Regions from separate parts of the Mus musculus genome. Here regions 1, 2, 4 and 5 are each linked to region 3. Evidence: chromatin contacts called from public HiChIP or PLAC-seq data. All regions are on one chromosome and are shown on one strand. Each heading gives the region's core, a stretch centred on a gene start, on an enhancer-like site or on the middle of the called end of the contact. The rest is flanking DNA. Distances are from core to core; before and after follow the strand shown.

Region 1 (2,700 bases), core at 183-2,682, 1.9 Mb after region 3:
CCTCAGAACTTCCTGAAAGGGTTGACAGGGTCAGGCAGGGAAATGTACTAAGAACAAGGTCGGTCTGAGGGGAAATGACCTGAGCCACTCCTGGTGAAAAGGGAAGGCGCTGAACTGGCTGACAGCGCATCCCAAGTCAAGTCAAACGAAGGGAAGTGACACTCCTGAGGGTCCTCTGGACCTGGAGGGCTGGAGGGGAAGGAAGGAAAGTGCCTTTGGACAGAATGTAGGAGGCAAGTATTTCCAAGCCTCAAAACCAAAATGAAAATGGAGGTTCAGAAATTCAGGAGGACCCAATGAGACAGGAGTTAAAAGTCAATGACATCCATGAGTCCCTGTCCACTGATACCCAGTAACCTGGAACTCTTTTGGAGGTGTACAACTGAATCCTGATCTCACAAAGGTACTGATTTCTATTCCTGAAAAGGTTGCCTGAGCCAATGACACTAACCTGGCCCCTAATTCCCAAAGAAAGGGCCAGAAAAGAACCACTTGCCAAAGACTGACTCCTCCCAGAATCTACATCTGATGATGGGAGAGAGCTGAGAAGTGGCTGGAAGAAACTGACTGGGATCCAGGAGGACTGTAGGACTCCCTGATACACTGCTTTAGATCACAGGGCCCTGGGTTTGATCCTTAGCAAGAGGGAGAGGGGAAGGGAAGGATAGGGGGAGGGAAGGAGGGAGAGGAAGGCAAAGAGGGAGACAGAGGAGGGGAGGAAGGCGAGAAGGGAGGGGGAGAGAAGAGAGAGAGAGAGATGAGGGTGCTAGACCGTGTGGACCTTTGCCAATCGCCTGCCTCCCTAGGGAATGGCATCACACATGAGAGATTGCTCTCGCTGGAGCGGATCCTAAAAACAAGAGCTGGGCTCCACAGTGTTTTTGCTAAGACTGAAGCAAATCTTCTCCTTCCAGCCTCCAGCAAAGGATGTGGAAAGGAATACTGCCATTTGCAAATCAATAACTTCCCCTGGCAGGATAGACAATAAAGAGCAACCTGTGACGAAGAGACCCATAACAGTTCCGTTTTCCAACGTAATCCCACCTGGAAGAAGCAGACAAGAAATGGCACAGGCCTCCTGGCTGTGTCTGCCTGCCAGTGCCACACCAAGGGCGGCTGTCTGTCTTCCTTCCTTTCTTTTCTTTTCTTTTTTTTTTTTTTTTTTTTTTTTTTTTTTGATGGAAAACCAAAAGGTTTCAGCGGAGCCTGCGGCAGTAGACGAAGCCTCGACATTTTACCACTTCCTACTTTCCTCCTTCTCCTCTATTTGCATAAGGGTTGTTAGGAAAATACCTATACCAGAAGGGAGCGGTTCTAGGGGGGGAAAGCGTCTCAATCACTCACTCACTTTCAGTCAGAATTGCACACACTGGGAGCACTTGACATTAGCCTTGGAAGGTCTGGAGAGGAGCAGCTGCGGCAAGGCCACGCCCCCGAGGAGTCAGCATTTGCGCACAAGGGGTGTCGCCTAGGGTGCAGGTCCGTGAAATCCCAGCAGGGAACAGGGGCTGGAAACTCGGGAACTTAAAACTTCGCTGTCCTTCAAGACGAGTTCCACGCCCAACACACACGGAGAAAGTAACGTGCAGCTGTGCTGACAAGCCTCGTTTTTCCACAAGTCCTTTCCCTACTAATCATTTTCCTAGTCTGGCACCGGAACAAGGGCACAGGGCAACATGGAACTGATCTGATCTGAACTTCAGAATCCATGGGCAACTCACCAACCAGGTCTCTGACTCCAGGCATACCCAATGTCAATCCATTGCCTCAAGTGAAGATCTGGCTGCAGTGTACAGCTGGCTGCTGCTTTTCTTTCCTGTACTGAGTGGGACTCTTAGGAACCTCTGCCACTCCTAACAGGAAAGTGGACAGATCTGTTGCTCCATCTCTGGGCAAAGCAAGCGTCCCTCTCCAAGTCACTGCAGAAATCTTCAAATTGCCCACTCCACTTCAGGGAAGCCACCCATGCAAAGCCAGCCAGCCCAACAGCATGACATAAATCAGCTGTGGGTGTTCTAGATACCAATACAGAGGCTCCCTTTTACAAAGGCCAAATGGGAGACTGTTACGGGAAATGGCTCAGCTAAGAAAAGGTTTTAAGAAGCTACTGCAGGAAAGGGGGGGGGGGGGGTTGGGGGGCGGACTACCTTGTGGATCTCATGCACTTGAAAATCAAAACCTGAAGGTGGACGATGGTTGCCTGCTGGTCTGACTTCCCTCCCAGGCATTTTCAATCTAGCAAGGGGATTTCCATCAGCCCATCACACTACTGGCCCTCATTCCCAATGGCCCAGCCACAAGAAGTGAATGCCAACAGTTTCCCCCTCTGAGGTGGGTTTCAGGCGGCACTGATCAGCACAGAGGGCCTGGCAAGCCACGTGATCTCCCCTGCACTATCCACCTGGGCAACCCGGTGGCAGCTGCTAGCAGCCATTGCGCAAAGTCAGAAAAACTGTTCCTCTCTCTTCAGTCTACTCAGAATATCCAGAAGTCAGGGAAGAAGTGATTTGCCCCACAGGAGACTGCAGCCTCAGCCCCGTGGGCTAGAGGTCATCAGAGAGTAAACACTTTCTTGACCCTGAGCATCTACACACACACCCCAGAAAAATGCACTGATAAAGCCCCTGGTGTATGCCAGGCTGGGGAAATTCCACACAAAGGAGCCCAGAGCCCTTGGGGAAGACAAGGAACAGTCACGTG
Region 2 (2,700 bases), core at 152-2,651, 1.9 Mb after region 3:
AGATCCCACACAGAGGAGGGGACTGCAGCGATGGCAACAGTACTGAAGAAACATCACATGCTAGCCATTCTCTGGTCTCAAATGAGGTGGGGGTGGGGAGAAGCAAGGAGCAGCATCTCCGGGGCCAGTGAGAGCATCACATATACACTGTTCAAGTGGCCTTGCTAGTGAACAGCAGCTGAAATCCAGACTGACGGGAGCTGAACATGGCTACCTCACCATGTGCTCATGTGGGAGGTGCATTCTGGGTCTTTCTCGGCCACTCCAGTCCAAAAAACCTTCTTCATCACTACCCCTCAGAGCCAGCAACAGCTAGGGCATGCTGTGGCTGCAGGAGGCAAAGGACTTTCACACCCACTTAGCAGGCATATCACCATCAAAAGGACACCCTGAATGTGGCAGGTATTGAAAAGCTATCTGCACTCCGTCATCCAAAGGAGCGCACCCTTCATGAAAATACTAACAATCCCAACGCCAAGAGCAAACTGAACAGCAGCCTAGAAGATGTTCAAAGAGGGGGGTGCGGAGGGGGGGACATCATTGCTGTAGATAGATGGCCCTGGAGTTGCTTGGCAACCATCCTTGCTAACACCTTCTTCTAAAAAGGAACAGTTTGCATCAGCTCCTGTGCCTCCCTGGGGCCAGTGCCCTGACCACACAGGCCCAAAGCTGGGGCCTTGGGATGAGAAAGCCCATGGCTGATGAGAAGCCTGATGGGAAGCCGTGGGTCTTACAGATGCAAGGGGGACAGACAGCTAGTCTCTCTGCACCATTCTGCCGAAAGGACACACTCCCCTGACAGGGCTGGGCTAGATGCGGCAAACCAGGTGTCCAGATGCAACACTTAAGAAGGTCCTTGCTCTACGCCTGCAGAAGCTCACATGAGCACCTCTTAGTGTACCTTAAGTATATAGATGCCTTCCGCCTTGCCTCAGTCCCACACTGTTCCAAGAATGAGAGACATCACAACCCTAATTAAAGTAGAGATTCTGGAATCAGCCAGACTCAGTGTTCGAATCCCAGCTCCTCCATCTCTCAGCTGAACCACCTGGGTAAATAACTCAACACCTCTGAGCCTCAACACCCCCTCCCCCACTCTCTAAAATTCAGCTATGAACAGGATTTGACTCACAGGGTGATCAGGAGGACCCAATGACAACACACACATCTGGCCTGGTGTCTGGTACACATTCAGTGTCCTGACCCATTCCTGAAACAATCTTGATACAATCTGTTCCCTGGAAATGGCAGCTCAGATAAGACAAAGAAGAGGACCTGAGTATGTGGTAAAAATAATATGACCGTAACCACAGCTCACATTTCTGAGTACCTATAGGATGCCAGATAGTATCTCATTTATTTTTACAGCAACTCTGAGAGGAACTATTATTCCGTTCTGAAAATGAGGAAATTAAATCTGAAATTAACACACAGCTGGGAAATGGCTGAGTCAAAATTTAAATAATGCTGCATGAAACTCCCAAGGCTGCCATGCCAATGAACTCTCTGTGTGTAGTGAAATATACACAGCATAGCATTAACCACTGTAGCTATTTTTAAGTACACAGTTTGGTGGCTTTAAATACATTCATACTTCCACACAACCTTCACCACACCACCTCTAACCATTTTAGCCCCTAGACCTGGACCTTTGGGCCCACGGAGTCCAAACTTTACATTTCCAGCCTCAGCCACCATGATGTACCAGTCTATTCTGTCTACACAAACATTACTCCTCCAGGAACCTCACAGACATGAACACTGGCAGGATCCATCCTTTTGAGGCCAGCACATTTGGAGGCCGGGAGGGGGTTGGGGTGGGGAACAGGGAAGTGAAACCTGGGCCTTGTGCATGCTAGCAGATGCTCTACCGCTGAGCTGAATTTCCAATCTTGGTCAATATACTATTTTAAAGAGTTGAACACCACCTTGGTAAGGGAAGGCGTCCCACCCACCTACCATCTACCACTACAAACGCTGTCACCCGTTTGCCTTGTCCAGGACTCTATGACCTACTGGGGTAGTGGGGCAGGTCACACTGCTCCCTGCTGAGGGTGTCATTAACCATCAATGTCCACAAGCGCAGAATCTGCTCTGCAGAAGTACAGAATCAGTATAGCCACTTGTGTGTTCCAAGAGTCTGTCCTCGACTTGCTTGTACCTTTCCGATTAGAGTGACCCGGTACCAGTTTGTTCTGCCCTGGCAAGCATTTCGTTTCCTTCTTTACGTTAAGTACAGCACCCCTTAAAATTGGAAGATGGAATTGTGGGGGAAACAACAAATAAATAAACAAACCAAAAAACCAGAAGGATAGATTGTCTACATGAGAACAAATGCTCTATCCCCTGGGGAATTCCGGTTCTCTTTGCAGGAACTGAGTAAGTCAAGCTAAACACTCAGCTTCATAGGATCCTAGCCTCAGTGTCGGCCCACTTGCTGGAAGGGCCAGCCCAAGTCCTCACTATCAGTGCCAGTATAACAGGGTTCAAAGTGAGGTCCATTGGCAGAGGTAGCCAGTCTGAGCCTTGCCATAGTACAGAGCCGGGAGCCTGTCATGGCAGGACACTAGACTGAGTTAGAAGAGACACACAGAAGTCTGCTCTTACCATTCAATGTCTATGATATTCAGCAGAGGTCCAAGCCATGGGCCAACACATAGCTTCTATGACAGCCACGTTTGACTTCCTGAAGGATAACTT
Region 3 (2,700 bases), core at 186-2,685:
AGTCTGTGACAATGTAAGTAACTTCGGAAATATGTAGAATTAGGAAACGTAAAGTGAACGTCTAACTCCTAGAAATGTGTAGTTCCTAAGTTAACAATCAACCAATAGGGGTTTCCCAGGCACGTCGTGTTTGCCAGAATCTGGGCACAGATGAAAACAGATACTAAGGTACAAGGCACTTAGTTAGACGAGTTCCCAAAACTTGGAGAACCCAGTGTGTCCTATTGTGCCATCGCTTTTCACACAGTAAAATCCACTTGTTTCCAATGTTTCCATTTCAAAATGTCCTTTTTGGCCCGTGTAGGACTGCTTCCCAGTGACCATCAACGTGGTTTAGTACCCTCACATCAGCTCCCAAAGATGTTCAAACCGGTCCCTGACATTAGGATCCTCACAGAACCTTAAGGGAGCAGCCTCTGGGATTTTATCCAATCTACAAGCGTCAGACATCCAACACCTGCAATAGACCATTCGCCCAGCTATGTCACCTCTGGTCACTAAACTAGCTGCACCGATTAAGTTCTTCCCCCTAAAGTACTGCTAGTGCAGGCAAACTCTACTTCTTCAAACGTCTGGTTTTTGCACTGGACAGTGGGCACTAAGGAAGGGGAAACTGATTGGTTCGTCGTTGCTGCCCTACTTCCATTTCAGGTCAAATGAGAAAAACTGTTCCCACAGAGAGAAGCAAGGGGGCCATCCGCGGGTCAGGAAGGTGGATGCCAAACTGAACTTTGGGATCAGGGACTGAAGGAACGTGACGGGATGTGGGGGCAGGGGAGGAGGGCGCGAGGCCAGCGAGTGTGGCTGGAGGAACCTGGCTCACTTCGCGGAGCAGCCAATGTAGGGCTCAGGCCGGCTGCCACCGCCAGGAGGTTGACCCGACCCAGCCGGGAGGGGAAGGGCCCTGCAAGCCGGGGACACCGACAAGGGCCAGCACCGGGACGCGGGGACCACGACCGCCTCGGGGCAGGCGGAGCGGACTCCAGGAAGGAGCGACAGCTCGGGCGAAGGGGAGCGGCGGCAGGAGGAGGTGGAACTCTGCCGAGTCAGCACCGCGCCCACTCGGTGGCACTTGTGGGAACCCGGCGGCTGCCAGCCCGGCCGGCCGGGCCTCGGCTCCGGTCGGGCCCAGCGCCGGGAGCGGCGTCGGTGACGGGCGGGCTGGCGCCGGCCGCTCACCCGCCTCTCAGGTAAACAGTGGGCGCCGCTTACCTCTGTTAACATCATTACACCCCGGGGGAGTGAGGTCCTCCCTAGCCTCGCCGCATGGCAATAGCCGTAGCAGCAGCGGAAACTGCCCGGGCCGCCGCCAACGGCGGCAACTGCTGCTTCAGTCCTGTCCCGGGCGGCGGCTTTACTCGGCTTCGCTGGCTTCCCCCCGGCCCGGCTGCTCGCGACGGACGCGCCGCCATCTTGGAAGAGCGACGTCCGCGTCTCCCCGCGACGTGCGCTCCCATTGGCTGGCGCGCCGGGCGCGAGCGTCTTGTGACTGTCTCCATGGCGCCGGCGCGCGCAGGGTCGGCGGCGGGGGCTGGGCCGCGCGCGACCCGGGACCTCCTCTGCGGGCTGGATCCCGGGCCACCGTGGTGGCGGGTTTGCGGGCTGGTGGCGCAGCGGAGGCTGGGTGCCGGCGGAGAAACTGGCATCTCGCGTCTCCCCGACCCTGTGGAGCCCGTAGAGTGCTCGGGACACTCGGCTGCGGTCCCCTCCGCAGCGCGGTGACCTGAAACTGCCGCCCGCGCCGCGCCTCATTCCGAAACTTCGGCCGAAACTTGCCTCTGTTGCTCCCAGCGCTCAGTAAGTCCTGTGCTGGGTGCGCGACAGGTTGTAGACGCGATCAGGGCAGATCGCCTTCACCCCGATCCTGGCAGAGTTAAGGGCTACTGCTTTGCTGATTGGCCAGAACCTGCTCAAGCCTGAAGGCTTAGTGTTTCTTTCATAGTCTTAAAAATCAAGCAGCTTTTGCCCGGTAGCTGTAGTCTCTATGGCTTTATTGGGAATTCAAAAAAAAAAAATATATATATATATATATGTTTATATATCACAGTGAACGCATTTCAGCATGTGTCTCTGTAAGTAGTTACGAATAAAATGAGACTGAACTCCGAAGTTCTGTGGCTAGAACTGCTGATACCGTGACAACTATCTCGGTCCACTTCTACAGGAATGACAGTAAAAATCACTCGCTTCTTCCTGAATTGCCCGTGAAGTAGTTTTCTTTTCATGCCTCTGCTGTTACAAACCAATTTACAGTGAAACTGAGAAGTGTTTGGGCTTGAAAAATAAAACACTTGTATCTCATTCTTACCGGGAAAAAAAAAAAAGAAGAAGAAAAAGTTTATAAAAGAAATTGTGGAAAACTAAAGCCAGTAGTTACTTCCTTTGTGATGGAATCTGCACTTAACAATGGTACTATTGTGCTAAATGTAATTTAAGGAGGTACTCATTCTCACCACAGTGAATAAAGCAAGTGCATTACAAACCCTGTGTTATCTCTATTCTGTTCTGTCCCCCAAAATAAAATTTCATTTAAGATGTCATACAGACTTTGAAGAAAAGCCCCGACTGCTCCATTCAGTGAGTTTATAGCAAAGTTGGGTTTTTTTGTTTGTTTTTTACTGGGCAACTTATATATATATAATTTTTCTGTTACTGGAACAAGTGCATTCTAACGTCTGCAATACAACCAAATATAATTGA
Region 4 (2,700 bases), core at 30-2,529, 1.1 Mb after region 3:
AGTTTAGTTCTGAGCAAAAGGCTAATGGCCATTTTCACTGAGGACTGCGTTTAACTGGGACAAGTTAGAGTACACTTGCAAACAATTCAGGTAGGGGAGTTTCCACAGCACCCAGTGTTAGGGTGGTGTGGGGATGGCGATGAGGGAGGGAGAGGGATCCTTCTCAGAGGCCATATTTTGAGAGTTTGTTCGGCCCCTGCATCACTCACTCCCTCTTTGTCCCCCCACCCCCCAAGTAGTCTGAGAGGACTGTTCCCATAAAGAACCAAGAGAAAGTTGCACCAAGAGCGCTCCCCTGGTCTCTGCCTTAGGTGTGCTCACCTGTGCGCTTGCTAGAATGAAGCCCCAGCTGGAGATGGAATTGGGGCAGCAACTAATCATGCGAGCGATTATTTTATTATTTCTACTGTTGAAAAGGAGCAAGGAGGAGAGATCACCAGAGGTCCGTGGAGGAGCAGACCAGTTTCCCACCTGCTCCAAGCAAGAAGCTCTAACTCCCTAAATCCTTGACCCCGGGAACTCCCAACCTGCCCAGCTAGACCCTTATTGTGCCGGATCCCCAACTTATTCACTGCAGAGCTGCCGCGAGTGGGGAGTTTACCATCTCAAACCCCGCCTCAGAAGGCCAGCGGCCCCTCTGCCTTCCAGACGCACCCCGCCAAGCACGATGAGGCGGGGGAGTGTCTCTTGGGCTCACCCCTCCCCGCTCAGCTGGCCTCCTTTTCCTCCTTGCTCTGCAGGAGCTCGGTCATGAAGGAAATGTAGACGATGGCCAAGCGGAGGGTCTCGATCCTCGACAGTCTCTTCTCATAAGCGAAGGTGGGTACCTTTCTGCGCAGCTGGTCGAAGGCCTCGTTTAGGTTGAACATCCTCTTCCTCTCGCGAATGTTGGCGGCCTGGCGCTGGGCATAAGTAATAACTCTTTTTCTTTTGGGGCGGCCCAGCAAGGATGCTACTCTGCCGCGCCCCTCTCCCTCCTCTTCCTCCTCTTCTGGGTCCTCATATTCCACTTCGTCCCCCTCTACTTCCTGATATCTTTCATCAAACTGCGACAGTCTCCCAGGTCTTCCCTCTCTGTACCCCAGTGTTCGGTCCCCAAAAGGGACCCCAGGTGGGAACTCGCAGAGAAGAGGGTGTCTGGGAGAGGCCAGAGAGAGATCTGCTACGAAGTTCAGCACGGTAGCATCCAAGCAGCTCTCTGGATAGGCGGCCATCACTCAGCGTCTATCTCACCGATTTTCTTGCAGGAATGGCATAGCTGCCGATAGAGCTCCTTGGTGGCCTTGATTCCTGCAGCGTATCATCACCAAACTCGGGGAGACATTTATAACCAAACTGAAAAAGGATTCTTAGCAGGGAGACTGAAGGCTAGGGCAACGTCCCTCTTCTGTAAGCTGATAGAAGATGACAAGTTCAAGCATTCACAGAAGGCTCAAGGCGGCAGACTTTCAGGCTCTAAGGTATTTCCCCCCCTTGCTGCACCACCTCTGCAGGGCAGTTCCTTCTTGGCAGCAGGCCCCAGTTCTTACCTGCTGTGCTTTTTTGTCTCTGGTCTCATCCCAGTATCCATTCAATGTTCTTTTGGTTCCTTATTCCGTATAGGTCTTTAATTTCGATTTGGATTTTCAAAGCCAAAATCTTTCCACTGCGATGGCTTCTCCTTGGCTTCAGGATAGGAGTCCTGAATCTTGCCTCCATTTGCCAATGGATGTGAAATAAGGGCATGCGCTTTTAATGATGTCCAGAAGAGAGGCCCTTCCTGCCAGGGGTCGAGGGGAGCTGTTTGTCTGGTATCCCAGCACAGCGGCTGCTGAAAGGCAAGACCTTCCATTAGCTTAAGTAAGCATGGCTAGGGGGCCGATCACATTCCCCAGTGTCTCTGTTGGAACCGGTGTCTTTTCTCCTTCTAGGACATCGCAAACAACTCACTGCCTGGTTACAGACCCTGACTTCTGAAGTCGGCTTGAACACAATCAGACTGACAATTGAGATACTTGACTCTCCCTGGTCTTATCCTCCACTGTGGAGGGTTATATTTGAAGAAAAGAGTTATGGTGATAAAGAAATATAAAACGGAGATTCCAGACATTTACTGCATAAGCCCTTTACTGTGTAATTACCCCTTAGGGGACAAAGTATCACCGTCCTGTCCCTGTCTTCCCCGTTCCTGCCTCCCTCCCCCTACCCCCGACCCTGCAAGCCTCCTTTGAAAAATTCGATTTAGCTTTAATAAGAGAGAGAGAGTGAACAGCTCACTCTCTGTTAGGGAGTTAGCCTTCGAACTTTTAAATTGCCAATCAAGCATTTGTTCTTGAACAAAGAAAAATCCTGACACTTTGATCTGGCTGCTACCCTCACTCCTTTGTATACCAAAGTAAGGTTTTAGAAGGAAAACTATACCTTACTGAAATTTCAGGGAAATTTGGTGTCTATCCACAGAAATAGAAGAGATTCTAAACTTAATACACTAAGAAGTTTTTCTGATTTTTGTATGTCCCGAATGTCCACACACACTTTATTTTTTCCATCTTTTGGTTTACTAACAGCTAGTTTATTACTCGGTGTAAAGATCTGTTTTTTTTTTTTTTTTTTAAACCTCCTAGGAGGCAAACAACACGTTGAAAAATCCAGTTCCTAGGTAGGTCAGAAGAAATAGCAGAAAATATGTAAATGGATATTTTGTGATTTCAAGGAGACTCA
Region 5 (2,700 bases), core at 55-2,554, 1.7 Mb after region 3:
GTGGGTTGCCGTCAACAGCACCAGCGTGCCCTTCATCCTGACCATAGGGAAGTGGTGGAAATAAGTCATAAGACCATGTGACAAGTGACAAGAGGTCCCCGGGAGCTTATAAGATATTCTAACTACTTATCTACCCAGGCTTTCCCTTTCTGCCCCAGGAGTCTCCAAATAACATAAAACGCAGGCAGCCTGGAAGTCGCCTGGTGGTTGAAGTGCCAATCTTCCAGCGTTTATTTCCAGCCCACTCTGGCTCTGTAAAAACACACAGTCTGATAAAAAGGTCTGCTAGGAAGGCTGACGACTACACCATGTGGCAGGCATCGGGGCTGAGCCCCTTAGGCGCAGGATCGTATTTAAACTTCACAGAGCCTTAGAAGGTTGGGGTAAAATATCTCCTCAAAGAACCGGCAGGCCACACACAAAACAGCTGGCAAGGAAGAGGGCCTGGACTGAGGGGGGCTGGGGCTGCTTCGAGGCCCATGCCGACTTACCTGGGAAGTACAGAGTTGAGTGGCCTGGATTTTGGTGGGGATGCTACTTTCGGCTCTGCCACCGTGCTCCCGGAAGATGCTTGCGGAGCATCAGGCGAGGGTCCAGGAGGGTTCGGAAGTATCTCCCTAGCGGAAGTCAGAAGGTGCTCTTTCACTTCTTTCTCCCGGGACTTGGCTTTGTGCTCCGCCAGGAGGAGGTCAAATTGCTTTTTCCGGCCTGGGACTGCTCTCCGATGGCTCAGCGAGTGTGTCTAAGGAGAAGAGACATGAGCAGCACAGCCTCTTTGATCAGCACATACACCTGCTTCCCCACGGCCTGCATTTCCGAAATTGCAACCATAGGCATTTAAAGGTGCTTGAAAAAGTCAACTTCAAGACAACAGCTCCTGTTCTGAGGCTGGGAAGAGGCAGAGACCGCTCGAATGCAACCATGCCCTACACTCCAGGTGTCAAGAAGCCAAGGCTTCCTCCAGACAAATGGCATGAGATAGCTTCTGTGCAGAACCCAGGACAGCCTCGGATGAAAGTCACCCGCGAGGGAAAGCTAAAGTCAATCCAGATGTGGGTAGGAGGCTCCAGTTGGCCCATGCATTCAGGGCCACCAGGCAGAGAGGGCAGAGCCTGGGTCCAAAGAGGCACTAGAAGGACAGGAGGAAACCTGGGGCTTGAGGCTACCCCGTAGCGGTGGCCTGGGGTCCGCCTGTCCCCTGGTCACCCCGAGTAGCTAGATCAGAGCGCAGTATCTCATCCTCCCCTCCGGGCTGCCTTTCTGGGCGCTGCCGCCGCCGCCGCCGCTCCTGCATACATTAAAACGTAGCAGGCTTTAGAACCGCCTGTGAGTGCCTATAAATACAATTTACTGTCTGGCCTCCCAAGTAACACGGGAAGCCTAGGGTGTTTTTTTTTCCCTCTCTCTCTCTTCCCCTTAAAAAGCCAGACAGATTGAGGCAGGCACTATGCTACCGTGGACAGAGAAGAAAGCCATTTCCCTTACAAAGAACAGCTGGAGGTCATGTCGAGGTTCCACACCCTGCCGTGTGCAGAGAGTGGCATGCAAACATTTCGACAAAGGCCCCAGCAAGAGCAGGAAGTATTTTTTTATGGAAAGAGAAATACCTTGCAGGTGAGGGATCTTGTGCAAGGTTTCTTTGTCTCGGGATCCAATACTCCACAGTGTTTATTTGGGTCAAATTCTCTCTCTGGTTTAAGAAACAAACAAAAATGTAAGAAAAAAAAGGAGACTAAATAGGATTTGGCATTAAGACTACATTTTTTTTTTAAATGCACATATCCACCAACAAGTGTGACGTTGTCAGGCGATTTTTTTTTTCTTCTTCTTCTTTTTCTCTTCCCCCAACCAGCTGCTAAAATGTTTCGAGAACCACTCGGGGAAATCAATGCTGCACTCTGAACCCAGACTTTCTGAGTCTGATTCAGGGCGGCATAGGGGACAGGGTGAGAGCAGAGGGCAGGACAGTAGGACCATGCAGTTTGCAAATACTTTATTTTATTTAAAATAGTCCCACAGGTCCTTGGTGCTCTGGGCATAGTGGCTGCAGAGCAGAAAGCGCCACTGGAGTCCTAAGGATGCCTGCTTTCTTTGACGGCTGCCTGGAGAAATCCATTCATGTCCCCAGCCCCACCTCTGCCTTCCTGGTTTATCCATTTAAGTGGGAGCATGTTCACTGACTTGTCAGGGTGGCCTTTCCTATGCTTTACGAAGCCCTTGGTGAAGGCTTTCCACGCAGCCTCATAGATAAGTCATTTCCCTGACCTGGAATTGGCAGTGCCTCCGGCAGGGGCAGGAAAAAGCGTGGCTGTACTCCTCTGTGGGGCTGAACTTGAAGGCACAAGGAACACAGGCTGCTAACCTTACACCTCACTTTGCCTGTAGCCCCGGTCCAGACGCTCCACAGGAGGATCAGACAGGACACACTGGCTTGGGAGATGAAGGATGACTGAGGGAAGGAGAGCTTTCTCCACTTCCTCCTCACTGCCTGAGTGTTGATTGCTTCCAGGGAAGTGACTGCTAACTGTCCTTCTGATGCCTCCAGCCTCTTCATCTCTTTGGGAATTACTCAAAATGCTTAACCACACCTGCACAGTACGGGAATGTGTGGCAACCTTTCAGGGAGCCCCGGGCTTCTGAAGCTCAGTGCTGTCTCTGGTAGGCACCAGCAGACACCTGAGTCCTGCAGAGCAGATATTC

What was found. HiChIP or PLAC-seq counts read pairs in DNA pulled down with a chosen protein or histone mark.
Region 1: a contact with region 3 is called in an H3K27ac HiChIP or PLAC-seq map of bone marrow-derived dendritic cells, with 4 times the contacts expected there. The contact joins the enhancer-like site here to the promoter of Snx13 in region 3. A contact is called at or near these places in 3 of 39 promoter capture datasets (the C10 cell line, hippocampal neurons and liver) and 4 of 115 datasets of contacts at active chromatin or transcription factors (bone marrow-derived dendritic cells, embryonic stem cells, large pre-B cells and 1 more).
Region 2: a contact with region 3 is called in an H3K27ac HiChIP or PLAC-seq map of bone marrow-derived dendritic cells, with 7 times the contacts expected there. The contact joins the enhancer-like site here to the promoter of Snx13 in region 3. A contact is called at or near these places in 3 of 39 promoter capture datasets (the C10 cell line, embryonic stem cells and hippocampal neurons), 3 of 115 datasets of contacts at active chromatin or transcription factors (astrocytes, bone marrow-derived dendritic cells and forebrain) and 1 of 9 other capture datasets (liver).
Region 4: an H3K4me3 HiChIP or PLAC-seq map of stem cell-derived neural progenitor cells shows a contact between it and region 3, with 4 times the contacts expected there. The contact joins the promoter of Ferd3l here to the promoter of Snx13 in region 3. A contact is called at or near these places in 2 of 39 promoter capture datasets (hippocampal neurons and stem cell-derived epiblast-like cells) and 2 of 115 datasets of contacts at active chromatin or transcription factors (forebrain and stem cell-derived neural progenitor cells).
Region 5: an H3K4me3 HiChIP or PLAC-seq map of embryonic limb bud shows a contact between it and region 3, with 7 times the contacts expected there. The contact joins the enhancer-like site here to the promoter of Snx13 in region 3. A contact is called at or near these places in 1 of 39 promoter capture datasets (hippocampal neurons), 3 of 115 datasets of contacts at active chromatin or transcription factors (astrocytes, embryonic limb bud and stem cell-derived neural progenitor cells) and 1 of 9 other capture datasets (embryonic stem cells).

Annotation. Positions count from the first base shown.
Region 1 is chr12:33,174,838-33,177,537 of GRCm38.p6, reverse strand. The region is part of intron 2 of Atxn7l1 (ataxin 7-like 1); the gene reads right to left. Among named protein-coding and RNA genes, the nearest start is that of F730043M19Rik, 29 kb to the right of the region's middle. Within about 2 kb of position 1,432, at least 173 of the 459 cell types and tissues checked have an H3K27ac peak or open chromatin away from gene starts, as enhancers often do. A contact at or near this core is called in bone marrow-derived dendritic cells and liver, where this site is marked.
Region 2 is chr12:33,155,677-33,158,376 of GRCm38.p6, reverse strand. All of the region lies in intron 2 of Atxn7l1 (ataxin 7-like 1), which reads right to left. Among named protein-coding and RNA genes, the nearest start is that of F730043M19Rik, 9.4 kb to the right of the region's middle. Within about 2 kb of position 1,401, at least 69 of the 459 cell types and tissues checked have an H3K27ac peak or open chromatin away from gene starts, as enhancers often do. A contact at or near this core is called in bone marrow-derived dendritic cells, where this site is marked.
Region 3 is chr12:35,045,924-35,048,623 of GRCm38.p6, reverse strand. Snx13 (sorting nexin 13) reads right to left here and starts at 1,435. Exons shown (of 26, transcript NM_001014973.2): 1 at 1,213-1,435. The coding sequence starts at 1,227.
Region 4 is chr12:33,927,004-33,929,703 of GRCm38.p6, reverse strand. It overlaps Ferd3l (Fer3 like bHLH transcription factor), which reads right to left and starts at 1,279. Exons shown (of 1, transcript NM_033522.2): 1 at 394-1,279. The coding sequence starts at 1,214. The coding sequence ends at 708. The region is part of intron 1 of Gm40383 (a long non-coding RNA gene); the gene reads left to right.
Region 5 is chr12:33,343,880-33,346,579 of GRCm38.p6, reverse strand. Atxn7l1 (ataxin 7-like 1) reads right to left here. Exons shown (of 11, transcript NM_001374022.1): 6 at 1,608-1,690; 7 at 492-742. Among named protein-coding and RNA genes, the nearest start is that of Atxn7l1os2, 50 kb to the left of the region's middle. Within about 2 kb of position 1,304, at least 57 of the 459 cell types and tissues checked have an H3K27ac peak or open chromatin away from gene starts, as enhancers often do. A contact at or near this core is called in embryonic limb bud and embryonic stem cells, where this site is marked.